Linked DNA regions of Mus musculus: all the other regions are linked to region 7. The links are chromatin contacts, called in public HiChIP or PLAC-seq and promoter capture Hi-C maps. All regions are on one chromosome and are shown on one strand. The core of a region is the stretch at or near the end of the contact, and the rest is flanking DNA. Distances in the headings are between cores, read along the strand shown.

What was found. Promoter capture Hi-C pulls out the DNA fragments that hold promoters and counts their contacts. HiChIP or PLAC-seq counts read pairs in DNA pulled down with a chosen protein or histone mark.
Region 1: a promoter capture Hi-C map of hippocampal neurons shows a contact between it and region 7, with 18 times the contacts expected there. The contact joins the enhancer-like site here to the promoter of Tax1bp3 in region 7. A contact is called at or near these places in 12 of 39 promoter capture datasets (the 3T3-L1 cell line, 3T3-L1-derived adipocytes, the C10 cell line and 8 more), 4 of 484 Hi-C or Micro-C datasets (bone marrow-derived macrophages, cerebral cortex, erythroblasts and 1 more), 18 of 115 datasets of contacts at active chromatin or transcription factors (the NIH/3T3 cell line, SST interneurons, T-cell acute lymphoblastic leukemia and 11 more) and 1 of 9 other capture datasets (embryonic stem cells).
Region 2: a contact with region 7 is called in a promoter capture Hi-C map of hippocampal neurons, with 10 times the contacts expected there. The contact joins the enhancer-like site here to the promoter of Tax1bp3 in region 7. A contact is called at or near these places in 17 of 39 promoter capture datasets (the 3T3-L1 cell line, 3T3-L1-derived adipocytes, the C10 cell line and 12 more), 1 of 484 Hi-C or Micro-C datasets (bone marrow-derived macrophages), 13 of 115 datasets of contacts at active chromatin or transcription factors (SST interneurons, T-cell acute lymphoblastic leukemia, embryonic forebrain and 7 more) and 2 of 9 other capture datasets (adipose tissue and embryonic stem cells).
Region 3: a promoter capture Hi-C map of cranial neural crest shows a contact between it and region 7. The contact joins the enhancer-like site here to the promoter of Tax1bp3 in region 7. A contact is called at or near these places in 8 of 39 promoter capture datasets (3T3-L1-derived adipocytes, the C10 cell line, the HPC-7 cell line and 5 more), 5 of 115 datasets of contacts at active chromatin or transcription factors (embryonic forebrain, embryonic hindbrain, pancreatic cancer cells and 2 more) and 1 of 9 other capture datasets (adipose tissue).
Region 4: a promoter capture Hi-C map of pre-B cells shows a contact between it and region 7, with 5 times the contacts expected there. The contact joins the promoter of 4930401O10Rik here to the promoter of Tax1bp3 in region 7.
Region 5: a contact with region 7 is called in an H3K27ac HiChIP or PLAC-seq map of cardiomyocytes, with 11 times the contacts expected there. The contact joins the enhancer-like site here to the promoter of Tax1bp3 in region 7. A contact is called at or near these places in 7 of 39 promoter capture datasets (the C10 cell line, cranial neural crest, embryonic stem cells and 3 more) and 9 of 115 datasets of contacts at active chromatin or transcription factors (acute myeloid leukemia, cardiomyocytes, embryonic forebrain and 6 more).
Region 6: a contact with region 7 is called in a promoter capture Hi-C map of hippocampal neurons, with 10 times the contacts expected there. The contact joins the enhancer-like site here to the promoter of Tax1bp3 in region 7. A contact is called at or near these places in 7 of 39 promoter capture datasets (the 3T3-L1 cell line, the C10 cell line, cranial neural crest and 4 more), 6 of 115 datasets of contacts at active chromatin or transcription factors (embryonic forebrain, embryonic hindbrain, extraembryonic endoderm stem cells and 3 more) and 1 of 9 other capture datasets (adipose tissue).

The regions. Positions count from the first base shown.
Region 1 is chr11:74,545,443-74,549,074 of GRCm38.p6, reverse strand. The region is part of intron 2 of Rap1gap2 (RAP1 GTPase activating protein 2); the gene reads left to right. Among named protein-coding and RNA genes, the nearest start is that of Rap1gap2, 43 kb to the left of the region's middle. Within about 2 kb of position 1,949, at least 195 of the 459 cell types and tissues checked have an H3K27ac peak or open chromatin away from gene starts, as enhancers often do. A contact at or near this core is called in the HPC-7 cell line, SST interneurons, T-cell acute lymphoblastic leukemia and 8 more, where this site is marked.
Region 2 is chr11:74,567,312-74,570,655 of GRCm38.p6, reverse strand. The region is part of intron 1 of Rap1gap2 (RAP1 GTPase activating protein 2); the gene reads left to right. Among named protein-coding and RNA genes, the nearest start is that of Rap1gap2, 21 kb to the left of the region's middle. Within about 2 kb of position 2,030, at least 18 of the 459 cell types and tissues checked have an H3K27ac peak or open chromatin away from gene starts, as enhancers often do. A contact at or near this core is called in hippocampal neurons, where this site is marked.
Region 3 is chr11:74,496,993-74,500,669 of GRCm38.p6, reverse strand. All of the region lies in intron 2 of Rap1gap2 (RAP1 GTPase activating protein 2), which reads left to right. Among named protein-coding and RNA genes, the nearest start is that of Rap1gap2, 91 kb to the left of the region's middle. Within about 2 kb of position 1,284, at least 25 of the 459 cell types and tissues checked have an H3K27ac peak or open chromatin away from gene starts, as enhancers often do.
Region 4 is chr11:71,938,099-71,941,832 of GRCm38.p6, reverse strand. 4930401O10Rik (RIKEN cDNA 4930401O10 gene) reads left to right here and starts at 1,711. Exons shown (of 5, transcript NR_045942.1): 1 at 1,711-1,926; 2 at 2,054-2,260; 3 at 2,363-2,479.
Region 5 is chr11:74,408,282-74,411,580 of GRCm38.p6, reverse strand. The region is part of intron 14 of Rap1gap2 (RAP1 GTPase activating protein 2); the gene reads left to right. Among named protein-coding and RNA genes, the nearest start is that of Olfr412, 45 kb to the right of the region's middle. Within about 2 kb of position 2,025, at least 133 of the 459 cell types and tissues checked have an H3K27ac peak or open chromatin away from gene starts, as enhancers often do. A contact at or near this core is called in embryonic forebrain, pancreatic cancer cells and stem cell-derived neural progenitor cells, where this site is marked.
Region 6 is chr11:74,477,741-74,481,508 of GRCm38.p6, reverse strand. The region is part of intron 3 of Rap1gap2 (RAP1 GTPase activating protein 2); the gene reads left to right. Among named protein-coding and RNA genes, the nearest start is that of Rap1gap2, 110 kb to the left of the region's middle. Within about 2 kb of position 1,363, at least 24 of the 459 cell types and tissues checked have an H3K27ac peak or open chromatin away from gene starts, as enhancers often do. A contact at or near this core is called in hippocampal neurons, where this site is marked.
Region 7 is chr11:73,175,570-73,179,025 of GRCm38.p6, reverse strand. It overlaps Tax1bp3 (Tax1 (human T cell leukemia virus type I) binding protein 3), which reads right to left and starts at 1,943. Exons shown (of 4, transcript NM_029564.2): 1 at 1,684-1,943. The coding sequence starts at 1,722. Emc6 (ER membrane protein complex subunit 6) reads left to right here and starts at 1,984. Exons shown (of 2, transcript NM_025318.3): 1 at 1,984-2,087; 2 at 2,275-3,456. The coding sequence starts at 2,323. The coding sequence ends at 2,655.

The sequences.
Region 1 (3,632 bases), core at 700-3,199, 1.4 Mb before region 7:
CAAGGTCAGACAGAGGCAGGAGGAATGTAGGTTGTCCATGTCTCATGAATATTCAATGAGCACCCACTTTAAGCCCGCCCTGCTTCAGGGGCTGGGATTCCTTTGTTGAATCCTGGCTCGGTTAGTCATTGATGCGGTCATGTGAGGGCAGAGCCCTGACCTCCTGACCCTGAAGGTGCAGATGACAAGATTCTCTGTCTCACGGGGATGTTTAGGATGAAATAAGCTAACACACTAAAGGCGATACAAAAGGCACTCAGTATATCCCTTTGCTCAGTCCTATTACAGAAGATAACGAGGAGTCAGTTGCAAATGGTCTCGCCTGCAAAGAGTTCAGGCTGTAGAGACTTAGTAGTCACCCCAAAGCATGAGGTAATCCCTGTAAAGATTTGGGAGGAGTGGGAACTTCCTTTTGGAGGGACAGCACATGACAGCCGAAAAGAGAATTCTCTAGGAGTTTGGAACAGAGAGAACATCCAGGACTCGGGGTCAGGAAGTGTAAGGAGCTGTTTCCTAAGCAGTGTGTCCTTCTCCACGACCCAGTGGGAGACTGTGGAAGGATGTATTGTAGGGGTATGGGAAAGTCTGTTCAGGGCGTTCACTGAATGTGGGGCTAAGGTGACAGGTGAAGTGAGCTGCTTCCCTGGAGACTGGCATAGGGAGGCCAAAGCACCATGAATGTGTTACTGAGGAGCGTGGGGCTGAATCTCATGGTGACTCAGGGCTGCAGGCTACACTAGCGGTCCATCTCAGACAACACCTCAGAGTGTGAAAGGAGTTCCATGGAAACTGGGGTCTCGTGCTTGGGGGATTTGCAAAGCGGGTCTGCTGTGTATGTGAGGTCAAGCCGGTGTGTGGGGGAGTGTGACGCCCTTGACATAGACATAGAACGAATGGAAATCTGCAATTCATCCCCGTGGCCTTTGAACTTGGGTCCTTGAGCTCAGGATGGCTTACCCTGGATGAATGAAGAGTCTCATAGCCAGCAATGCTAGCAGTCTAAGTTTATTGAGTGTAGTTGCACAAATGGACAGGTGTTGTAGTATTTTCTTGTGGTGAGAGCCCGGGACTATGTGCTTCCAGACAATGGCCTGTGGGAAGGAAACAGTGAGGATAGGGCCTTCTAATTTATTTATTTTAGGGCTTTTTCAGTCTCACGTTGGGTTTCTATGTAGCCAAGGATGAGCCTTGACCTATCCTTTTGCCTCTACCTTCCAAGTGCTGAGATTATAAGTGTGTATCACCATGCCAGACCTGGGGTTACATTAGACGAGTGGTCAGCAAACAGCCTCTTCATAGAAGTGACAACTGAGAGGACCAGAGGCAAAGAAAGACTGAGTGTGAGAATATCTGGAGGTAGAGGAGCCCTCCTGGGACTGGAGGGCTGGGAACCGCTAGTACAAAGGCCTTGGGGTGGGAACCACTAGGCAGCAGTGAAGGTGAGGTGAAGAACACTCTTGGTGGTGGGTAAGCTGGAAATAACGACAGTTCTCCTTACTTCCAGAAGGTGGCAGTGTTGTCCCAGGACTGCCTGCTCATTTAGTGGTCGGAGGGGATGTATAGAACTAGACAGCTTTGTGAGTAGGAACCTGAGCCGTCATAGGTTTTATTCTGTCACAAGAAGTGGCAAATATGAAAGTTCTGACTAGGGTAGGTGAGCATGCCATAGATCTTGTTCATGACATGCCTTGCCTGCCTCCCCCGACCCCCACTTCCCTTCTCTGCTTCTTTGCCCTGCTCCCTGCCTTCTGTCTCTGCTCCCTCTCTTCATTGCTCGCTGGTGCAGCTGGCTTCCATCTCAAAGATAATTACTTGCTTTCCGGTGCCTCTTAGATAACGGGGACTGTTCCTTACCGCAGTGCCTGCCCCTCCTCCCAGGAGCTTCGGTTCTCAGTGAAAGGCTGAGGCTGACTGAGGTCGTGACCCCTCCCCCGACTGAGAATACCCACTTCCCTTCCTCCTACTGTCACACGCAGCTCTCTCCTCCAGCACTCCAGCAAGTTCCTGCTGCCTTTGATAGAGGCAGCCAGAGCTCGTGCTGCAAAGGGAGAGAAACCCAATAATCAGGCAGAGACAGGAGACAGCATCACGGCTCTGCTGTGAGGGGCCACTTCAGCCTACAGAGATAAAACTTCTCTACCGTAAGCTCTTTAAAAAATTTTTTTTTATTTTAATTTTTTAAACTGGGATGTAACCTCACCCTCAACATCTGAGTTTTATTTTATTGTGGCAAGAATGCTTAACATGAGATCTGCCATCCTAGTTGATAACAGTACCCATTTATTCTTGACTATAAGTTAGTTTCTTTTCTTGGTGTGTGTCACGAGTGTGTTAGGTATAGGTCATAGGTCAATCTCAGGTGTTGTTACTGAAGAGCTGTGTACTTCAACTTTTAAAAATAGATTTATTTTTTCTTTCTTTCTTCCTTTCCTTTCCTTTCCTTTCCTTTCCTTTCCTTTCCTTTCCTTTTTTCTTTTTTTGGTTTTTTGAGACAGGGTTTCTCTGTGTAGCCCTGGCTGTCCTGGAACTCACTCTGTAGACCAGGCTGGCCTCGAACTCAGAAATCCGCCTGCCTCTGCCTCCCAAGTGCTGGGTTTAAAGGTGTGCACCACCCCTGCCCAGCTAAGACTTATTTTTTAATTTTCTGTGGGTCGGTGTTTTTTCTGCCTCTGTCTGTACACCACGTTCATGTAGTGCCTAAGGAGACCAGAAGAGGGCATCAGCTTCCCTGGATCTGGAGTTGTGGGAGTCTAACCTGGGTACTCCAGAAGACCAGCCATTGCTCTTAACTGCTGAGCCATCTCTCCAGGTTCCATCATGATTTATTAAAGATAGTGTCTCACTGGAACCTGGAACTTGACAATTAAGCTAGGTGTCTAGCTTGTGAGCTTTTGGAATTCACCTGTTTCTGCCCCCCCCCCCAACCCCCCGCCAGATTCCGAATGTGCACCACCATGTCTGGCTTTTTGTGTGGGTGTTGGGAATTGAACTCAGGCCCTCGTGCATTTGTAGCAAGCAGTTTACCAACTCAGCTATCTCTCCAGCTCTTGCCCCACTCCGTCTCTCAGAGTCTCCTGCATCTTAGGCAAGTCTTTTCCCATTGAGCTGTGGCACCAATCACCAGGTATCTTTTTACTTTTTATTTTGAGACAGTGCCTCCCTGAGTTGCCCAGGCAGCTCCAGGACATGTAATAATTCTCTTGCCTTTTGACTGGTTGGAATTACAGGTCTGTGCCACCATGCCTGCCATGCCCTTAGAGCCTCCTCCTGAGTGGGAAGTTCAACTCCTTATCTCGCCACAGACTTTGAGATCATTGGTTAGATTTTTTTTTCTCACCTTCATTTGCAAAATGGGGATGGTAATGATAATTTTACATGGGTTGGGCTGTTCGAAAGTGCTTCAGCTATACCTGATAGAGCAGGTGATAAAACTCCATTTATTTATTTATTTATTTATTTATTTATTTATTTATTTATTTCCTATCATCTGTGTAGTCCTGGCTGTCTTAGAACACGTTCTATAGACCAGGCTGGGTTCGAACTCACAAAGATCCACCTGCCTCGGCTTTCTAAGTGCTGAGATTAAAAAGGCATTTATCACCATGCCTAGCTATAATATACTTATATTTATG
Region 2 (3,344 bases), core at 781-3,280, 1.4 Mb before region 7:
GACAGGCTCTCTCATCGGTTTGCTTCTCATTGATTAGCCTAGACTGGCTGGCCAGAGAGCCCAGGAGTTCCCCTCTTGTCTGCCTCCCCAGCATGGGGTTAATAGTGTGTGCCCTCATCCCTGGCTTATATATATATATTTTTAATGTGTCGTCCAGGGCTCCAGCTCAGATATTCAGCTTGCAAAGTAGTTACTTTAATGACTGAACTCTCTTCCCAGTCACTACTGTTTTGATCTATTTTTTGTCCAGCCCCTACAAGTAGCAATTCTGTGCATCAGATTGCTTCAGCGCTCCCAAGCAAAACCGGCTGATGGTTTAAACCTGGCCAGGTAAGGCAGGGGGCATAGTGTGTCACCCACAGCTGTCAGAGGCAAAGACAGCAGTGGGGAGAATGACCTATGTCCAAGGGACTCTCTTTATATGTTAGCCACATTGTCCTCTAAACTAGGTTCTAGGGTGACAGGCCTGATTCTATCTGGCTCACCATGGGAGCAAGGACCTTCCTGGCATGTTGAACATATGCTCAGTAGATGCTATTGGGATAACTGGGTTGTTTCCAATGCAACGATAGGGTGAGACCCATTGAGTCTGGAGTGACGCAAAGGACTTTTCATAGCGTTAAATTAGGAAAGAGGTCTGGACTGCAGTGTAGCAGTCATCTGGGCACAGCTGGCAGCTGGGAGGGGATGCAGCTGATTGGAGCTGTGGAATCCTGGATCCCAGATCCTCCCAGACAGCGGAAGTTGACCTCAGATGGAGTTCCAAAGGCTCCGTTTGTTGTCAATGCATTCTGTCATGGTAAAATGAGTGAGGTGCTTCAGGAAACAGAAAAGCTGGGGACTTGGATTTCTGAAAGGACCAGCCCCCACCTCACAGCCTTGCCCAAACTACAGCTTTCCTCCCGGGCCTCACTTTCACCATGTGTCAGTGGGGACCCCTGCTGTAGCAGAGGGCTGCTAGAATAATTAAGAGAAATTCCTAGGGAAGATGTAGGATGCGTGGGCTTGTTTTCATCGGATGGCTCTGGCTATGAGTGTGGTGGTAGTGGTGGTGGGGTTCTAACAACGGCATAGATATGGGGCTCTGTTAGGTTGAATAGGAAGGCAGGAGGGTCTGTCTTCAGTGTGGAAACCTTAAGGAAAGAGCCCAGGTAGGGCTGAGGAAGAGACAGAGAGGAACAGAGGCCACATGCCCTGGTGTTGTATCTGGTTTTGCTGTTAGGGACTGAGATGAGGTGCTGGAGGATCCTCAGAGAAAGGGGATCCTACTCTCTACTGGGAAGCTCTAGCACAGCTCAGAGCTTAATGCCAGCCTGGAATGTCTGGGCATCTGTGCACTTGCCGTGTGGACCCCTTACGCCTCTGCCCTCTTTTCCCTGAGAGCCTGCCTATGGGAAGGAACTGGGAAAACTGAGGCCTGAGTGAACTTTCAGGGTGCCAAGCTTCTTTGAGGTGCTGGTGGCACTGATGATAGCAACACTAGTGGTGGTGGAGACAATGGCGGTGACAGTGACATTGAAGGTAGTGGTGGCTCTGGGGAGACACTGATATCAGTGGTGACACAGATAAAGACATAGTGGTAGTGGTGAAACTGGTCATGATGGTGACATGATGGATGACATTGTAATGGTGGTGACTTGAAGTATGATATGAAGTGGGTGATGACACCAGTAGTGACTGGGGTGATTAATGCTGTCATGGTGTTGACTGTTAATGATGATGCTGACACCAGTGTGATGGAGACATGGTGGTAAGGACACTGTGAGTGACAGTGATGACACTGGCTATGGAAGTGATTCGGGTGGTGGTGACCATTAAGGGATGGTGCTGGCACCAGTCACAATGGTGACATGGGTGAAGTGACCTCTGGTCAATAAAAGACTTATGCAGGGAGACCATTGCCCACTGTGTCTCTGATGGGGGGAGGGACCTCCGTTTCCAGCCATAAGGGCTGGCATATGTGGGGGTAAAAATAGAACCTCACACACTGCCTCCTTTGCCAGAGAAGGTGGTGCAGGCAGGGGCGGGGAGTGATGCTGTGCATCTGCAGCCAATGTGCTCTTCCCTGCTCCCAGCTTGAACCAACCTGCAGCTCTCCTTGGAGTCTGCTGTTGGCTTCTGACCTGCCTGATGGAGCATTCCTGTGGCCGGGGTACTGTTATCTCCCGTGGCATCCACACAGAGTATTGGAAGTTCTAGAGCACCGGTTCTCAACACATGGGTTGAGATCCCTTTGGCAAACCTCCATCTCCAAAAATATTCACACTATGATTCCCAACAGTAGGAAAATTACAGTTAAGAAGTAGCAGTGAAGATAATTTTATGGCTGGGGGTCACCATTGGTCTAGAGTCAGACCCGACCAGAGATTCACTTCTTTGAAGCCTACTCTCCATCTCTAAGCAGAGTGTTCTGGTCTCTTTCTGTTCCAGTTTCATTTTTGCTGCCGTGACAACACCCTGAGAAGAGCACCTTTAGGGGAGAAAGGGTCACTGAGAGGAGTCAAGGCAGGAACACGAAGACAGGCCAGCTTGCTATTGCACACAGCATTATCTCTGACCAAGGAGCTCATTTCACAGTCAAAGAAGCATGACAGGAACCAGGATGCTGCTTTCTGGCTGGCCAGGCAGGCAGGCAGGCAGACAGGCATAGGCATAGGCATACTTATTTTTTTTTTTGGGGGGGGGAGCGTTTTTGAGACAGGGTTTCTCTGTACAGCCCTGGCTGTCCTGGAACTCACTTTGTAGACCATGCTAGCCTCGAACTCAGAAATCCGCCTGCCTCTGCCTCCTGAGTGCTGGGATTAAAGGCGTGTGCCACCATGCCCGACAGTTCCTTATTTTTAATTATATGTATGTGCCTATGTGGGGGTATGTGTGTATGAATGCAAGTGCCCACAGAGGCTAAGACTGTTAGATGTTCTTGGAACTGGAGGTTCAGATGGTTGTAAGCACCCAAGTGTAGGCTCTGGGAATTAAACGTGGGTTCTCTGGAAGAACAACATGTGTGCTTAACTTCTGAGTGCATCTTTCCAGTCCTCAGCTAACTTCCTTACCAATTCAGGACCACCTGCCTAGGTAATGGTGCTGCCCACAGTGGGCTGGTGCCTCCTACATCAGTTATCAATCAAGGCAATTTCTCAGAGACATGCTCACAGGCCAAGCTGATCTAAAGAATTCCTCTGCTGAGATTCTCTTTCTAGATAGTTTCCGATGGTATCAGGTTGACAGTGAAAGTCCATCCAGGAAAGCTTCCCAAAGAAGTATGTGTGGCCCAGTTCTTCATGGAACTGAGACTTCCTTTCCTGGTTTGGAGATTTGTCTTGTAGCCGCGTTCCCTGTAGGAC
Region 3 (3,677 bases), core at 35-2,534, 1.3 Mb before region 7:
CATTCAGCTTCTCCCGAGCCAGAGCCGACTCCTTCCTAGATGAGAGGAAACTTCATGCTTCATCCTGAGCAGCCTCACAGAACTGTGTTTGACATGGAAGGTGACCGTAGTAAACACATAAACACAGCCACTGAAGATTGTTATGGCTTGGCCCTCCATAGTCCCAGGGACCACATTCCTGAGTTCAATCAACCATAGATTCAAAATATTTGACATACACACACACACACACACACACACACACTCCCACAATAAGTACCCCCATACATATCCCCACACATACACCCATACCACCCATACCACACTTACCACACACACACACACACACACACTTTCACTGAATATGTGTAGACCTTTCTTCCCACTATTCCTTAAACAACATAACAACTCCATACATTTTTCCTGGGTTAGGCATTATAGGTAGAGACATCTTAAAGTGTATGGGAAGGGGCTAGGAAGATGGCTCAGTGGTAAAGAAGATTGGTTGTTCCTCTAGAGGAGATGGGGTTGATTCCTGGTACTCATTTGAAAGATCATAACTGTCTATAACACTAATTTCAGGGGATTGAATGCCCTCTTGTGCACTGTCCCCCGCCCCCCTGCCCCTAGCATCATGCATACACGTGGTTCTTAGACACACATAAAGGCAAAACACCCACACACATAAAAAAACAAAGTGGAGGAGAGGCTGTGTGTAGGATCTATGCAAACAAGCAGATAGTGTTTTGAGGGCCTGTAGCATAGGCATGCACCCTGGAAGCAAGACAGAGATGTGCGGCAGGCAGTTCCTGCTCTGAGTGCCCATAGCCTGCTATGTAAATAGGCCCATCGCTGGCAGGATCTGCCTGGAAGGCTTCTTCAAGCTTCCCCTCGGGCGGGCACAGATCAGGAGCTCTTCTTTCCACAAATAGTCTCCAGATGTTGAGAGGGACCAGGTGACTTGTGGGGCTGAACCAGTGTCTGGGAGCATGCCAGAGGCCAGCAGGGCCTCGGCCATGACCCTCTCAGAGTCCTGTAGCTGTGATTGGCTCCTCTAGTGGGGAGAGGCTCAGTGGTTCTCTCCTGTGCTTGTACCAGTTCCGTGATGAGGGGGATTAAGCTGTGTCTGCTTGCTTGGATAACTTTTTGGCTGGCTTAGGAGTGGCCTCTTCCTGCCATCATTTGGTCTTGCAAACTGGGGCACAGAGTGAATCTGGGAGGGGGAGATGGCGACCCTGGGCAGGGATCCTTCATTCTCAGTGGCTCCAGCTGCTGCTGAGACTGGCTTTAGTACCCCCGAGGGAGAAGAGCTCTGCCTCCAGGGCAGACCCTTCAGCGATACTGAAGTTGATGTATCATCTTGTCACTTAAGTGACCGGGGCAGCTAGAAATGATTCAGCAGAAAGGCCCAAGATGCCAGTCTTTTCTCAGCCCTGATTCCCTGTGGCAGGTGCTGGGTCTGCTCTCTGGGGCCTGACACTGTAGTTTGACATGTCACTTCAGAAAGACAGAAAGCAGATGTGGCAGGGCTTCTACCCCCACCTAGGCCACTTCATTAGATGCCCCTGGATTCTCTGAAAACATTTCCCTTAGGGTTCTGTATTAATATTTACAACAGAAATGTGAAGATCAAGGGGCTGGCAAGAGGGAGGGCTCAGTAGGTAAAGATGTTCGCTGTCAAATCTGAGGACCCGAGTCTGTGTCCAGGTACCCACAGGATGGTTGGGGACCCACAGGATGATTGGGGACCCACAGGATGGTTGGGGACCCACAGGATGAAATGAGAGCTGACTCTCACACAATGCCCTTTTACTCCCACATGTACCCCCTCCTCTACAGTAAATACATGTAAACAAACAATTAAAAGAAAACATAAATATCAGAAATAGAATTATAGCAATCAAGGCCTTACCCTAAGAGGTTACTACAGTGGTTTTCAACCTTCCTAGTGCTGTGACCCTTTAATGCTGTTCCACATGTTGTAGTGAACCCCAACCATAAAACTACTTTTTATTCTTACTTCCTAACTGTAATCTTGCTACTGTAATGAAGTGTAATATAAATATCTGATATGCAGGATATCTGATTTGCAACTCTGGTGCAAGGGTCAGTTAACTCTCAAAGGGGTTGTGATCCACAGGTTGAGAACCGCTGCTCTGCTACACACTTACATTCTCTGCTCTTGTGGTTTTGAGACAAATATGCACGTATGTATGAATTACATACACATATCCCAGGTTAAACTCAAACTCATAATATTCCAGATATTAATTGCATGTTCTTATACTTGAACTGTGTCCAGATATTGTCTCCTAAGTGAAGTGCAGGGGTTACAGGCTTGAAGAGACTTTTGGTAGTTGGTTAACCAGTAAGGGGGGGGGATAACATTCTCAGGCTGTCGAGTTGGCTCAAGTGGTTAAGAGCACTGCTGCTCTTATAGAGGATCCACGTTTGATTCTCAGCACCCACATGGCAGGTCACAACCATCTGTATCTTTTGACTTCCACAGGCACCAGGAAGCCACCTTGTGCTCATACATCCATGCAGGCAAAACACTCATATGCATAATAATAATGTAATTAAAAATAAATATTCTTGTAAAACAAGAAAATGGATGTGGTGCACATGTCTGTAATTTATCCCAGCTCATGGAGGCAGAGGCAGAGACAGGTGGATCCCCGTGAGTTCCAGGCCAACCTAGTCTACATAGTGAGACCCTGTAGAAAGGAAGAAACAGATGAAAAGGGTGCTTCCCATCCCAGGTCCTTTCCCAGATAGCATTGCTTTGGATCTCAGGCTTGTCTAGGAAGGTGTCCCCAGAGCATCTGAGCTACCCTTCTTCCAACAGAGGGGATAACAAATGACCCCAGGGTTTCAGCAGGCCAGGGCAGTCCACTAAAGCCCATCTTCCAGTGTCCTTTCAAATCCTAGACCTGTCCCCTAGTTATGGTTAGGCTCTGTGAGCCCTGGTTTCTTCTGTAAAATGGGAGAATTATCATCTATCTATGCCATAGACCACTGCAAAGATCAAATGAAATACTATACCCAAAGCATTTAACACAAACATGCAAATGTTAGTTGACGGATAGTGACAATACTTCTGTTATCGCTGCAGTTGGTTATGGAGAGGAGGAAGCTAAGGAGGAGCAAGAGGTTAATAACAGTTCACACTGGCAGGGAAGTGGGTGAACCCTGCCTCAGGCTGTTGACCAGAGAGCTGAGGTTGGCAGAGGTAGTGAGCAGACCGTTTGCAGTGGAGGTTAGATTCAGCTTAGTCCCTTAGCTGTCATGGTCTGGGAGCTGCTCCCAGTTCATTCAGTACCAGGCATCCTGCTAGGGTCAGACAGAGGGTGGGATCCTCTTGACAGACCCGATGGAGGGCAAGGCCCAAGGGCAAGGTAGGGGCCTCTGGGGATGGGGCTTTTTGCTTATCATCTTGAGTCTTGCTTATCCAATGGTAGTCTAGTCTTCTACCCTTTCCCTTAACCTTCCAGCCACAGTGTCTGTCAAGAGCCGCTAGATCCTCTGCTGGCTCCAATCATTCCTTCCTTAGACAGAAAGAGGTCAGAGCCCTGGGAGGAGGCAGGGCTTTGCTGTCCCTGGATTTGACTCATTGGTGGTGCCTCTGAGCATGTTATTAACCTGAGGTGGCACTTCTGGTCACTATGGACTGAGTTTTCTGAGCTTGGTTGTTCCGT
Region 4 (3,734 bases), core at 462-2,961, 1.2 Mb after region 7:
GATGATGGATTCATTTTCTGCAGTTGCCAAAGCAGTTGGCTTGAAACTTAGCTCCTTAAATCAGGCTTCTAAAGTCTGAGGTCTTTCTGGGATGAACCAAGGTGTGGACGCCTTGAGAGATCTGCTCCATGCCCTCAGCAGATGTCAAGGCATCCTGTACTTGGACTCTTATCTTAGTTATGGTTTTATTGCTGTGAGCAGACACAGGACCAAGGTAACTCTTATAAAAGAAAACATTTAATTAGGGTTGGCTTATGGTCTCTGAGGTTCAGTCCATTATCATCATGGCAGGAAGCATAGCAGCCTTCAGGCAGACAGGGTTCTGAGAAAGAGCTGAGGGTTCTACATCTTGATCCAAAGGCAACCAGGAGGAGACTGGAATTCCACACAGGGAGGAGCTTGAGCATAGGAGACCTCACAGCCCACCTCCACAGTGACACACTTCCTCCAACAAGGCCACATGTACTCTAATAAGACTACACGTCCTAATAGCGCCACTCCCTGTGGGCAAACATGAGTTTATGGTGGCCAAACCTATTCAAACCACCACACCTGTTTCACAGCTACTCTTGTCATAGCATCTCAGCTCCAGATCTTCTGGGTCTTCTCTTTTACAGGGGCCTCAAGACTACACAGGTACTTCTGGAGAATCCGGAAGAATCAGTGGTCCCTGACTCAAGTCCCTCAATGTCTTCCAGGTGAGGAGACCCAGCCACAGTGCTGGGATTAGGACATGGGTGTCTTGAGAAGCTGCTCTCTGGCTCACCATACACGCAGAGGAATTTCTTCTGGCTTTCCTTCAGCATGGTGCCAGAAGGCAGAATGATGTAATGGCAGAGGTAGACTTTTGCAGCAAAGACTAAGTAACCCTGCCTCATCGATAGGGCTTTCTATAGGAGAGTGGGGCTTAGGAAGGAACACTCCTGCTCTCTTAGGCTCTGTAAGCAGGGGATGAATTTTGCTTGAGTGGTCCAGCAAGATATTCTGTGTGGAGTGGGATTCTAGACTAACTAGCCCCAGTGATCTTGTCCAATTTTAGGTCTATTACCTTCACACCAGTCTTTAAGGATGCCATTCCAGTTGTCTGCTTCATGACCTAGGTTATAATTCCACAAGGTACAGGAATATCTAGGGCTGAGGCGTCATTCCCTGCAGGCCCCTGTGGTGCTTTGCTCAGCTGAGGTACAGGTCAGCTACAGTTCCTGAAAGTTAACACCACCAGGAACAGCCAAAAAGAAATGGATGGATATATAACCAAGTCCCTCATTCCACTGGCACAGCCCCAGTCACAGTCCCATCTTCGTGCTGAGGCCTTGAGAACAGGCTCCACCTCTCAGCTGTTGCTCCCAGAGCTACACGATGATGGGGAGAGAGAGGCTTTTGTCACACGTTTCATCAGGAGTCACGTACTTATTACTGACATTCATTTTGCCTTGACTCTCAGCACGCAGCTTGTGAACAGCAGGCTGCTCTGTTGCTCCTAAGGTTTCTTAGCCTGTCCATCTACACTAGGGCTGGGGCACTTGTGATCAGCAGTTCAGTTGTTGCCTGCTGCAAACCTTCCTTCTTTTTTAGCCCCAAGAAAAGCCAAGCATATGAGGTCATATGGTGGTAGGTAAGAGTATTCCTTTTGTCATATGTGCTTTGTGAGCTTTGTCTGTGACCTCAGGGTCAGTCCTGGGGTCTGGCCCAGCACCTCAGTGTTTGTGATGTCATAGATAGATGCCTGCCCCTTCTCTTTGTGGGCATGTAGTCTTTCTTTGATCGCAGCCTCTTTATACCCACAGATTCCCCCAAGTTAACAACTCGTTGAGTGTTTACTCTGGGGACTTCTTGTTTGGGCTCATCTTCAGCTACCTCGAATATGTGGAATGATTTCAGGCTAAGATGGATCCAACCAACTTTCATCCATGCACCCTGTTCTGGGTGAGGGTCTGTGGGTTTCCAGCCCTAACGTCTTCCAGCAAACAGCATTAAGTCTCCCTGTTTCCTTGCTCTCCACCAATTTCATTGGCTTTCAACTTTTTCTCTTTATTTAATTTTCCTGTCCTAGGGCTGAGACAGTAAGGAACATTGCAAGCTACCATTAGATTTCTGTTTTTCCTCATGACTCTCCTCTGGCATCCTTAAGCAGCACTGGGCAAGAAGAGCCAGTGGACCAGCTCTGCCAGGATCTATCCACCTTCCCATCTCATAGCCCAATCTCCATCTCAGAAGCCAAGAAATCCATGCCTGTTTCCTCTGGTATCAACCATTCACGGTTAGATGCAAACAGTGACCCCATTTCTCAGTTCTATATGGGGGTAGGTAAGGAGAGTAGAAAGCCGGTTGTCTTGTCTAAGACCCCTGCTTCCCTCCACAGGAATCCTCCTGCCAGCCCTTGGTGGTGTAAATGGCAGATGGGAACAGATGACTGTGGCCTCTCAGCATCCTGCCTTCCTGTGGTCCTGGGGCAAGTCCAGCGTCAGAGGGAGAACAGGTCAGAGTGGCCATAGAACCTTTCAGAAATAGCTGGGCCTGGCAGAGGGCAAGCACTCACTAGAGCTCAGCCAGTCTGAGTCCAGCAACCTCCTCCGCCTTGGAATGAGAGCAGGTTCTAAATCCTCGTCTCCGTTGCTGCCTGCTCGGCTTGGGGCCCACAGCAGATGGTGAGGTGGGCCCCACTGGGTCTGGAGCGTGGGTTTTGAGAGTGCTAATGTTTCTCAGATCTCCTTTGTAGATCATCAACTGTGACAACAGTACAGCTTGGGCCAGGAAGTGAAAAGGCACTGCTTGTGGCAGGAGGGGCTGCTTCTTAATTAAGGCACCTCCTCAGCCTGCTGATGACAGCCGTGGGTTGGAAAGAGTCTATGCACCTGCCTATGACCAGGAGGCTGGGGATACTCTAGGACCACGTCCAAGTGGGGTCCAGCCCCTGCATCAGAATAAGAGGAGAAATGGCATCTTTTCCTTACTGAGCATTGCTTATACTTCTATCCAATATGGCACACTCTCATTTCTGTCTATCCCGTTGGTTATGTGTCTCTAAAAAGTCATTTTTAATACACTTATAACAGGAGAGTGCTTTAAAAAATCTATACATGTGTAATAAGCAATAGTCAGAAAGTGGAACTCAGAACTTGTACATCAACTTGTACATTTGATGCTGATGTGAAGCTCATTTAGCAGATGAGAAAGTTAAGGCAAGAGGCTGAAGCCCATAGAGCTGGCCACAGAGTGAGTTAGATCTCAAGGTTACTATTGGGCAAATCTGCATCCCAAGCCTCAGTCCATTATGAAGAACAGGGCAGGTCTGTGTACCTCAGAAGATCCCAGTGAAGACAAAGGAAAATGACATGGACAGCAATTCACAGCCAGGAACCGGCCATGTAGTGATGGTGTCAGGACTATTTGCATGCCTATGTGAATTGTGTTATGTGTTAATTTCGGTAGGATATACCACCAAATGTTATTTGGCCAGACATTACTGGCAACATTTCAGTTTTTTTAACATGAAAAAGCAACATTTAAACAAGTAGATTTTGAGTAGAGGTGATTGATTCCCCTCTATGAATAACATGGGTGGGCCTTATCCAGTCAGTTGATGGCTTCAAAGCAAAAAGACAGCTCCCCCACAAGTGGATGGAATTCTGATAACAGATCACATCTACACTCAACTACAGCCCGCCCTGGGATTTAGGCCTGCCAATTTGCCCTGTAGACTATGGGCTTATCAAGTCTCCATCCATGGTCAA
Region 5 (3,299 bases), core at 776-3,275, 1.2 Mb before region 7:
GACCCTGTTAAAAATAAATAAATAAAAAGAGGATGTGGAGGGCGTGGGAGATGAGAGAGATTAAAGGAAGTTCGATTTTAGTCAGGTATGCTGCATGCAAGTGTGTAAATAGTACATTAAACTCCATTAATATGTATAATTAGCACACGCTATTTAAAAAAGAGAAAGAAAGAAAGAGAGAGAGAGAGAGAAAGAAAGAGAGAAAGAGAAAGAAAAGGGTCACCTGCTGTAACAGGAGGAGGTGTATGGGATATAGTAGACTGTTTCGGCTCCCAGCCCTCAGCATCAGACAGAAATAGGACACACTCCTTTGTCCTCTTCACTGGCTGCTTCTTCACCTCCCTTCTTTCTCATAACCCCCCAGGGCAGCACATCTCTGTAGTCCATTGGTTTGAGGGGCCTAGGACTCATAGGAGATAGGCTGAGCTGGGGATTTTAGGGTAGGGCTAGGTAGTCTCCAAGCCCACAGAGATCTTGTGAGTAAAACCAAGTGCTGGTTTCTGTTTGTTTTTTGTTTGTTTGTTTGTTTCCTGGGAAGAGAGATCAGAGTTCAGTTCCCACAGGGTCCCCTGCATCACAGAACACTGGGTACCAGCATCTTAAGACCCCTTCCCACTACTGAGGCGGGTTTGAATTTGGAAAGATGCCCGTGTCTTCTAAGGTGCTCCCCAGAGCACCCCTCCCCCCCAGGCACTATGGGTGATGCATAAACTGTGAGGAGAACTGGGTTAGCTCCCTCAGGGCCCCCTGGCTGACACTGGGCCTTAGCTGAACCCTGAAGTAGGAGGGCCAACAATGAAAAAGGAGAGTAAAGGCGGGAGGGACCCCAGAAGACAGAATGACCGAGCAGCCTGGGGTCTCTGCTTCTGTCTCTTTGTTGATGTGTGACTGCAAGTCAGTTCCTTCCCTCTCTGGGCCTTTGTTTCTATCTTTGCAAAACAGGAAATCTGGATTTTAAAGCCTCAGGGTCCTTCTAGCCATGGCTACTTATGGGAGCAGAGACAGGCAGGATGGGGTATGGGCTGCCGGATGGTTTGGGGAACTCTGTGATGAAGGTGACCTTTTGTACATGTAGGTCGACAGGGAAAGTAAAGACAAAAAACCTGAGTGATTGATGGTGGCTTCTGCTCTGGGCCAGGCTTTGCATTACAGCAGTCTTCTTCGTCTTCTACATTTGTGTGTGTGTGTGTGTGTGTGTGTGTGTGTGTGTGTGTGCATGCGTGTGCATATGGAAATCAGAGGCCAACTTGCAGGAGTCAGTTCTCTCCTTCCACTATGTGGCTCCTAGGGATTGAACCCAGGTTGTTAGGTTTGGTGGCAAGTGCCTTTAGCCACAGAGCCGTCTTTCTAGCCCCTCGGATAGTCTTCTTGAAGTCTAACAAGGCCCATTAGTCTGCTCATAGGGAAGAGATTGAAGCTGATTGATGCTGAGGGCACTTAGAGCTGAGGCCGCAGAGCCAGGGAGCCGGGAGCTGGAAGTCTTCCCAGGAGCCTCTGGGGCATGTGAGAAACCGGCCCCGTGGGTGTGTGTGAAGTGTGGCTGGAATTGAATCACTTCTCAGGTAGGGCTATCTCATTCCCATTCACTCCAGGTTGGAAAGAGATTCCAGCTCAGCAATCAATAGGATTCCCCCATCCCTCCCTGCAGGGGCCAGTCCACCTCACTCCTGGAGTTCTGCCAAGGTTTCAAGACTTGGCTGTGAAACAGGCAGCTGGGGAGGGCCTTCCCTTGCCTATCCTGACTCCCTCTGAGCAGCCCTGCCAGTCTTCTGGGTGGCAGGCCATCCCTGGACATGGGGGTTTTGTTGGGTCTCTAGCCTTCCCTCTCTAAGCTCCCCTGGGCATCTGGTTGTAAGCCGAGAGGAGGGGGAGACCGAGGTCAGAGGAGGAGCTAGGATACGGATGGGACGTGGATGGACATTACCAGAAAGGTCTTGGGCCCTGCCCTGCTGCCCTGTGGATTTAAAGGCATTCCTAAGACCCTTACCCTGTCAGAATAGACTACTTTAATGCAGGCCTGAGGAGGAGGGGCCGGGCTAGGGAAACAGCTGGGCCTGCAGGCATCTGTGCTTTGTCCCACATGTCCCAGATACCCAGAGTGGGCAGCCAGATTCTTCTTCTGAGATGGAACAAAACAAAACAAAAACCAAAAACCTGACACACAAGCTTGATAAGTCCCCAGATTGTCTCTGTCCTCAATACCTGTGTGTCTGTGTCCCCCTTCCCAACATAACAAGTACACATGTGCACTAGACTTGGGCCACCAGTGCATGGTTGGTGGCTGGGGGTGGGGGTGGGCTGTGTCTAGCAGCTGGGGCTCAGCCAGAAATCTTGTCAGTGAACACAAAACCATTTCTTGAGACTCTGAGTACCTCAGTTTGGGCCATGTAAATGGCCTTGAGCTTGTAAGAAGAAGGCCCCATTGACCAAAGCTCTGCTTCTCCCCGCTGGACCTGGCAGGGCCCCAAGCTGCCTGCTCACCCAGTCTGGCAGACTCTTGCATCTGCCCTACTTCACAGGACAGAGTGGTTGGCAGCCTGCCAGGGCCTTCACGTCAGCCACTGCTAGTGAAGGGATAGGGCAGCCTCCCAAGAGCCCTGTAGCCTCAGGGGCTAACAGCAGGTGAAACCTAGGTACTTGCACAAGAGAGGAGGTGAGGAGTGGAAGCCACCTGCTGCAGGACCACCCTTGTGCTGGAGTCTCTGGATGGTCTTACAGTCCAGCCTCAGCATCTGGCCAGAGCCTGGATGTCCCCCATCCTCTTTCCCAGTCAATGCCCTTGGTATCTCTGTGCCCAAGCCTCAGCCAGAATGACTGGCTCCACATGTAGAGCCAGGCTTCAGACCTGGGTCACTGCCTGTGTCAACTTGCAGAGCCCCAAGCTTTCCTTGCAACCAGTATTTACTTGTTTCTTTAAAAAAATTATTTGTTGTTGATTTTGCTACTGGTGGCGTGTGTGTGTATGTATGTGTATGTGTGTGCATGAGCGTGCATGTGCACATGTGTACTTGTTATGTTGGGAGGGGGGACACAGACACACAAGTACTGAGAGAAGAGACAATCTAGGGACTTACCAAGCTTGTGTGTCAGGTTTTTGTTTTTTTAATCTGTGGAGCCATTTCTGTGGTCCAGTAGTTACCTTTTAAACACTCTGAGTTTGATTTATGGCTAGGTTAATGGGGAGTCAGAGTTGGGTTGGAGCAGTCTGGATTCTCTGTGCCCCTTTCTCTGGTTTTAGGGTGCTTGTTCCATGTCTTAGCCATCTGTTTCCTCATCAGTAAAATGAGCAGTAGTTCTCA
Region 6 (3,768 bases), core at 114-2,613, 1.3 Mb before region 7:
GCCATCAGCGCTGCCGATCCTTGTGGGTTTGTTCATCCTTCCTGACACAGGGCTCCTGGGGTGACCCTTTCTTGGTCTTTGGGGCTCTTGACCGCTGGCTTAGGGTGGTTGAGTTGTTGTGGACAACTTGAGATCTCTAGGTTGAAGGAGTGTCTGGGTCTCCCCCTCCTTTTAAGATTAAGATTTATTTTATTAAATGTGTATAGGTACTTTGCCTGAATGTATATCAGTGTACTTTGTGTGTGCAATGTTTGTGGAGGGCAGAAGAGGGTTCCCTACTCACTTGGAACTGGAATTATAGATGGTTGTAAGTAGCCATGTAGGTATTGGGAATTGAACTCAGGTCCTTTGGAAGGGCAGTCAGTGCTCTAAACCACTGAGCCGTCTCTCCAGCTTGCCCCCCCCCCATCTCTCCTCATATCCCTGTTTTTGTTTCTGTTTCCAGGGTGATATCAGACAATCGTATTTTTATTTTGAATATTTTATGCTTTGATAATTTCATATGCACACACAGAGACACACAGACACACACACATACACACACAGACACACACACACACACACACACACGATATTTGATAATCACACTTCATTACCCTTTCTTGTCCTCACCCTTGCATGCCTACTGAGCCTCTTTTCTTTACAAGTCCCTTGATATTTCTATACAAATTCCATGATATTTTTTTGAGACGAGGTCTCTCACTGGCTGAGAGCTTGCCAAGTAAGCCAGGTTGGCTGGCCAGCAAGCCCCAAAGCCCCAGGGTATCATATCTATCCAGTAGTCTGTCTTTGTCTCTCCAGAGTTAAGGTTAATAGTACTGAACCTGGCTTTAAATTTGTTTATTTAATTGTGTGTGTGTATTTGTGAGTGAGTATGTGTGCACGTGTGTGCGTGAGTGTGTATGTATGTGCATGTACCACATCTCAAGTTTGGAGGTCAGAGAGCATCTTGTAGGAGTTGATTCTTTCATTCCATCCTATGTGTCTCAGGTATGGAGTTCAAGTCATTAGGTCTGGCAGCAAGTGCCTTTACCTGCTGAACCATATTTGTTGGCCCCATGCCTGGCATTTTAATGTGTTCTGGGGATTGAATTCAAGTCTTTATACTTACCTGGCAAGTATTTTACTGTCAGAACCATCTCTTCAGCCCCTTGAATATTTTTTTTCCTGCCACCTGAGCAGGTACCTGGCAAGAGAAGGGCTCATCTGTTCCCTTGGTAGTGTGACCCCGGTGCAGAATGCTCCTTTGGATCCGGGATTGACGATCCATTTCCTTTATAGACAGATATAGTCCAGTCCTCCTTTCCCTCTGTGCAGCTTGTTTTCCTAGGGGATTGCCTACCCCCAATATGAAGCTGAGAAAAAGCTGAGCAGATGGGCTGAAACGGGAGCCCAGTTCCCAGGCTGAGGATGGGCAGGGTAGGATGGGAGTGGGGTTGGGGGCTGGCTGCCTGGATGTGCACTGGATTGCTGCCAGGGTTTTAGTCTTCATGAGTTTGCTTTTCATGTTCACAAGAACCAGTAGGCATTTAGCAGACTCTACAGTGTACTTGACTGGCTTTGTGTGGGTTCCCCTGAGAACACCCAGAAGCACTGGTCCTTGACCCTCAAAGAGCCTCTACAGGGGACCTTAACTTAGCAGAGGAAGCCAGATGGTTCAGCATGTGACAAGCTCACAGATTAAAAGTGGCTTCTTAGTGGGGAGGAGGGAGGTGGTGGAGAAGAAGAGGGAGTCAGAAGAGGCCATAGGAAGCAAGGTTAGGAAGCAAGGTTGGGCTGCCCGCTGGGGCTGTAGAGCAGACCTCTCTGTACTGAGGAGGGGAAGGAATTAGGGCCAATGGCCATCAGATTCTCTTCTGTCAAGGCATCTCCTAGACACTGATTTCTCTAGGGCATGGGATGGCTATGACCCGAAATGGCAGAGTTGTTCTTGGAGTCCCGAATAGGCTGGTAGCTGGCCTGTGACCCTCGTTTAGTTTCTAAAGACCTCATGAAACCCTGGGGCACTCTGAGTCATATGGTCTCCTTTGGAGAAGGTAGTGGAGGCTAGGGTTCTCCTGAGAAAGGTGCAGACTGTCTATTCCTATGTTGGTCCTTCAGGGCTTTGTCCCCCAGGGCCACTGATCCCTCCTCCCACTTAACCACAGTCATAGGCGAGGCAGCTGAACAACCTTCGTATGCAAGACGGAAGCAGACATCTGATGAGCGTTGCTGCATCCCTCTGGGTTGAGGCTCAGCTCACCTTTTCCCCCTAGGATTACTGCTTGCCCATGTACTACCTCCCTCCTTAACCTGTCACACGGACCCATGGCCAGTCCATCTCTTTACTTTCTTCCTGATGCCAGCCCCACCCCTCTACCTCCCCTTATTACTGAGCAATACTCTGTCACATGAAGACATCACAGTTGGTTTGCTTGTGTTCCAGTTGAGGTACAACTGAGTTTTTTTGTTTTTTGGTTTTTTGGTTTTTTTTTTTTTTTTTTTTTTTTTGGTTTGGGCTGTACTCATAGCCAAAAGCTATGACTGCTGTCGTATTATCTGTTTGGACTTGTATCTTCCCTTCTCTTGGATTATCAAGGAATAGAATCACTACATTAAAGAGTAGTGAGCTTTTTGTTGTTTCTTTTTAGGAGACCTGAGTCTCATTCTATAAACTAGTCTGGTCTTAACCTTGCAAGTATCTTTCTCCCTTAGTCTCTTGAGTGCTGAAGTTACAGGCATGTGCCATCATGCTCGGCATGGTAAAAATCTTTATTTTGTTATTATTTTTTCTTGCAGTGCATGTGCATGCTAGGCAAGTGTATCTCTGAGCTACATCCTCCACCCTAAATCTTAAACGTCATTTGAGACCATTTTGCATGGCACCAGCAATGCCATTAGGTCCTGGCTGCTCTGTCTTTTTACTGACATTGACCACTGTCAATTTTTAGTGTTTTAGTAATATACACCTCAGTGGGTGTATGCTTGGCAGCTCACTGTGTTTAATTTGCCTTTTTTTCTAATGACCGATGATGCTGAGCCCAAGGGAGATTCATGTCTACTTACTTTGTGTGAGGTTTGCTGTCAGGACCCGGCTCATTTATCCTCGCATAAGCATCCAGTGTTCCATCATCTGGAGAAGAGTTCTTCCTCCATTGCATTGCTTAGATGTCTTAGCCAAGGAACCTGCTGGCTGTAGATGTGCTCCCATGCACTGTATAGCATCTCTGCCAGTTCTGGCACCTCTCTAGCTGAGGAGCTGAAAACACGACTCCATCTTCTTCCCTGTGTATATAGTAGGCATTGGCTGTCGTGGTCTTTCCCAAGAGCTCCCACATGACCAGAATCCTGTCCCACCAAGCTCTGTGGAAAGCTCCTGGTAGTCATTTGGAGATGTCATTTGACAGGAATCACTTTTGGCTCCTCTGCCTGAAATAGTCACAGGAAGGTTGTGCTGTTTGTTGAAGGTCCTACAGCTGCTTAGTGGCAAGCCTGTGGTGTGTGCCGGAGCCAGTGTTCTAATCATTACCCTATACTACCCTAGCCACTATCGCACAGGCTGGTAGGGCATCTTCTCAGCAAGGGCACAGGCACCCTGACTCCTGTCTCTTCCCCTCTGTGATGGGGACAACACACCACAGGAACAGTTTGAACAACTATGATGTAATCCATGACGCAGCAGGTGCTCTGTCATGGGCTCCTAGGATGGTGATTGAGGACAGTGACAATGATGTTGTTATCTCTGGGGAACAGATCATGACTGCTTCTCTTTAGAGAACCCAGGCTTAG
Region 7 (3,456 bases), core at 694-3,193:
GGGTGTGGCATTAGGAAGATTGAGATGACTGAGAACCAGTCAGGATAGATGCAAGCGTCGACCCAGGTAGAGCAGTGTCAGAGGTCATCTGCACAGGCTTCCAGGAGGCAGATCAGTGGGGCTACAGTTCAGAGGACAGCTTTTGAAATGGTTTTAACAAAAATGGCCGGAACAGAACCAGGATGCTAACTCTACCTGAGGGGGTAAGACTGGGAAGGAGGCACCTCCACCCCATGAGCAATCCGAGACTGAGAAAGGCCAGCTCTGCTTGCTTATGTTCAGGCATGCACCTGGCATTAGGATTGGAGGACTGTGGTCTTACAGCTTTAAGGAAGACTCTGACTCTCCTGCCAAGACGGAAGAGGGTGGAAAACCTCGATGCCTAAGGTCCTTTCACCTGGGGCTTCCTGTCCAAAAGTGTAAGCTCCTCCAGGCTTACTCCCACACACACCTTCCTTCACTTCCACCAGCAAGGTCCAAAAAGAGACAAAGCCCTAACTTAAGGGAGAAGTCAGGCAGCAAAGTGGCTCTCCCTAGGTCCTAATTACACCCTCCTTTTCCAGATAGGGTCAAACTCGATGATCTTTCTGGGGCAGCCAGTGAAGGATCCTAGAAAAATCAGGCTGGTACAAATTGAGTAAAAACTGGGATATCCTAGCCGGAAGCTCACCCTCCCAAGCCACCTTTATCAGTAGCTTTGTTGCCCCCACCCTCCAACACACCCATCTAACAAGGCCCATCCCTACAGTTCCAGGACTGTGGACACAAGTCACACCTGTGACTCCAACACTTGGAAGGCTAAGAAGGGAGTACTGCCAGAAGTTCAAGGCCAGTTTAAGCTTAAGAGTAAGGCCCTGTCTGGGGAGTGATTTGTGTCCTTCCTAAAAGCTTCCTTTTAGGAAACTGGGCACTGATGCTTCTCTCTTGGGATTCAGCTGCTCAGGGTTGGCCAGCGCCCCCATCAGACTGTAACATCTACCCCTCCATCCTGTTGCCTATTCAAATACACCTGATTGATACACAAGACAAACCGAGAAGGAGGCCCTGGAAAGGTCTAGAAGCTTAAGTGTCATGCACAGGACAAACACTAAGCATCAAGGGCTGAGTACCCTAAAAAGTTCAGAAGACCAAGCCTTAGCTCTCGAGGGGTCTGTCCCAAGAGCAGCGAGGCCGGATGAGAAGCGGGAAGGGGGATGCACAAACTCTGGCCAGCCCCACCCCCTAAATCTCCTACGGCTCGGCGGCGGCGGCGGCGGCGGCAGTGTGCCGGCTGGAGCAGAGGAAACGCTTCCTCATTCCAGAGGCTGCGACTCACAGGACATCGGCGCCCGCCCCCCACGGCCGCCCAGCTGGGGACAGGAGGCCCAGGGCAGGGGAGTTTTCTAACACTCCCGCGGACCAGCCTTTCTCCTACGTCCTCCCGGTCTGCGCCTAGTAAAAGGTATCCACCCGACGGCGGCAGTGCACAGGATCTGGCCTCTGCCCAGGGTCCCGGGAGGCTCTTAGGTCCCAGCCACCTCTCCAGGCCAGGGAAGGCTGCAGCACTGTTAAGCAGAAACGGCCACCGGAATATACGCAGGAGCCCCGGGTCCTATACTTTCTCAGCCTGTCTAGATGTCAGTTTGCCGCTCTGCGAAATGGGGGTGAGCCAAGAGGAGAAGGAGCCCGCGCAAGCGCACTCACCACTACGGCGGTGACAGGCTGGCCCGGGGTGTAGGACATTTCGACCGAAATCTGTCAAGGAGACAGCGCCCGGTGAGACCCCCAGCGAGAATGCCCGCGGCCGCGCCCTCCCTGGTTAACAAAGGGCAGCCCTGCTCAGCCCGCCCCCTCATGAATACTTAAGAAGTCTCTAGCCAATCAGCATCTGGAGCGCTGTTGGGCTTTCCGGAGTCCCGGGACTTGTGTGCTGAAGTGGGGCGGGAGGGGAGAGCGCCCGAGGCGCAAGCGTAGGAGGGTGGGGCGGAGTTTGTGCGCCTGCGCAAACCGAGCCCTCCCAGCAGCCTCCAGCGCAAGATGGCGGCGCGGGACTCTCCGCTTTTTCCTGTCTGAGGGAACACGAGGGACTGTGTGCCGCGGCGTCTCAGGTAACTCCGCGAGCCTGTCGGGCGTGTGCTGATGTGCTGCTGTCCCGGGCCGGCCCGAGCCTCAGTTTCGGCGTGCAGTGGAGGTCAGAGGCCCCCAGCACGGCGTCGGAGGTCCCAGGGGGAGGAGGCGCCGTGCGCTCAGCTCGCCAGGCTTCGGGCTCCACTTGTAACTCGGTTTTCTCCACAGCTCCGCGTGAGTCGGCGTGAAGGCAGAAGCGGAGCCCCGGCGGGTGCGATGGCCGCGGTGGTGGCCAAGCGGGAAGGGCCGCCGTTCATCAGCGAGGCAGCCGTGCGAGGCAACGCCGCGGTCCTGGATTACTGCCGGACCTCAGTGTCAGCGCTGTCCGGGGCCACCGCCGGCATCCTCGGCCTCACCGGCCTCTACGGCTTCATCTTCTACCTGCTTGCCTCCGTCCTGCTCTCCCTGCTCCTCATTCTCAAAGCGGGAAGGAGGTGGAACAAATATTTTAAGTCACGAAGACCTCTCTTTACGGGAGGCCTCATTGGAGGCCTCTTCACCTACGTCCTCTTTTGGACCTTCCTCTATGGCATGGTGCACGTCTACTGAAATGAGGGCAGGGGTGACTTTAAAACAGATCGGCAAGGCTCTTGCCAGAATTAACACCGGGTAGACTTACTTAGATTTTAAATTGTTGGAATTCGCTGCTTGTTCTGTACTGTTATAATTTATATCTGAAGACAGAGCCTGTAATATTATTCTTCAGATTAAATGAAGTGTGACACCTTGTCGTTCCTTGCTTAGCCAAGCTTTGAAGTCGCCAAGATTTGCTCCCTGGAGAGCAAGTACGAGGCCACAGCCTGTATATTTTTTTGGATTTAACGCCTAGTAAGTCCAAAGGGACCTCTAGAGTATACATGAGAGAATTTAACGTTAACATCTTAAGAACTGGTAACAGTTCGTGTTACTAAGCTTTCACTGTGTACCGGCATTGTGTGTTTTCATTCTCGCCATAGCAATGGAGATGTTACTGCTAACTTTCTGTTAATGAAAAACCTGAAGCACAGAGAAGTTAGTTGTCTCTGCCAGAAGTGGCTCGTCTGGAAGGGGGCAGGGCCGAGGTCCAGTTGCAAGTCTGTTTGCTTTTGCTGGATTGGGTAAGAGTCCTCTTCTAGCACCCCCTCCCACTAACCACTGCTTTCCCACGTGAGTGAAATCAGCTAAGTTCCAGTTACACCAGGTTTAGCCAGTCGCCTTTCCTATAACAAAAAATGCAAGCTATTTTTCTAAATCGTTGTCCTCTGGCGATTAGGTTATGTGGACATTTAATCAAATGAGTTTGTTTCAGTTGAAATGCCTCTGACTATATGTTCATTCATAATCCTTCCTTGAGAGGAGGGTTTTAGAATG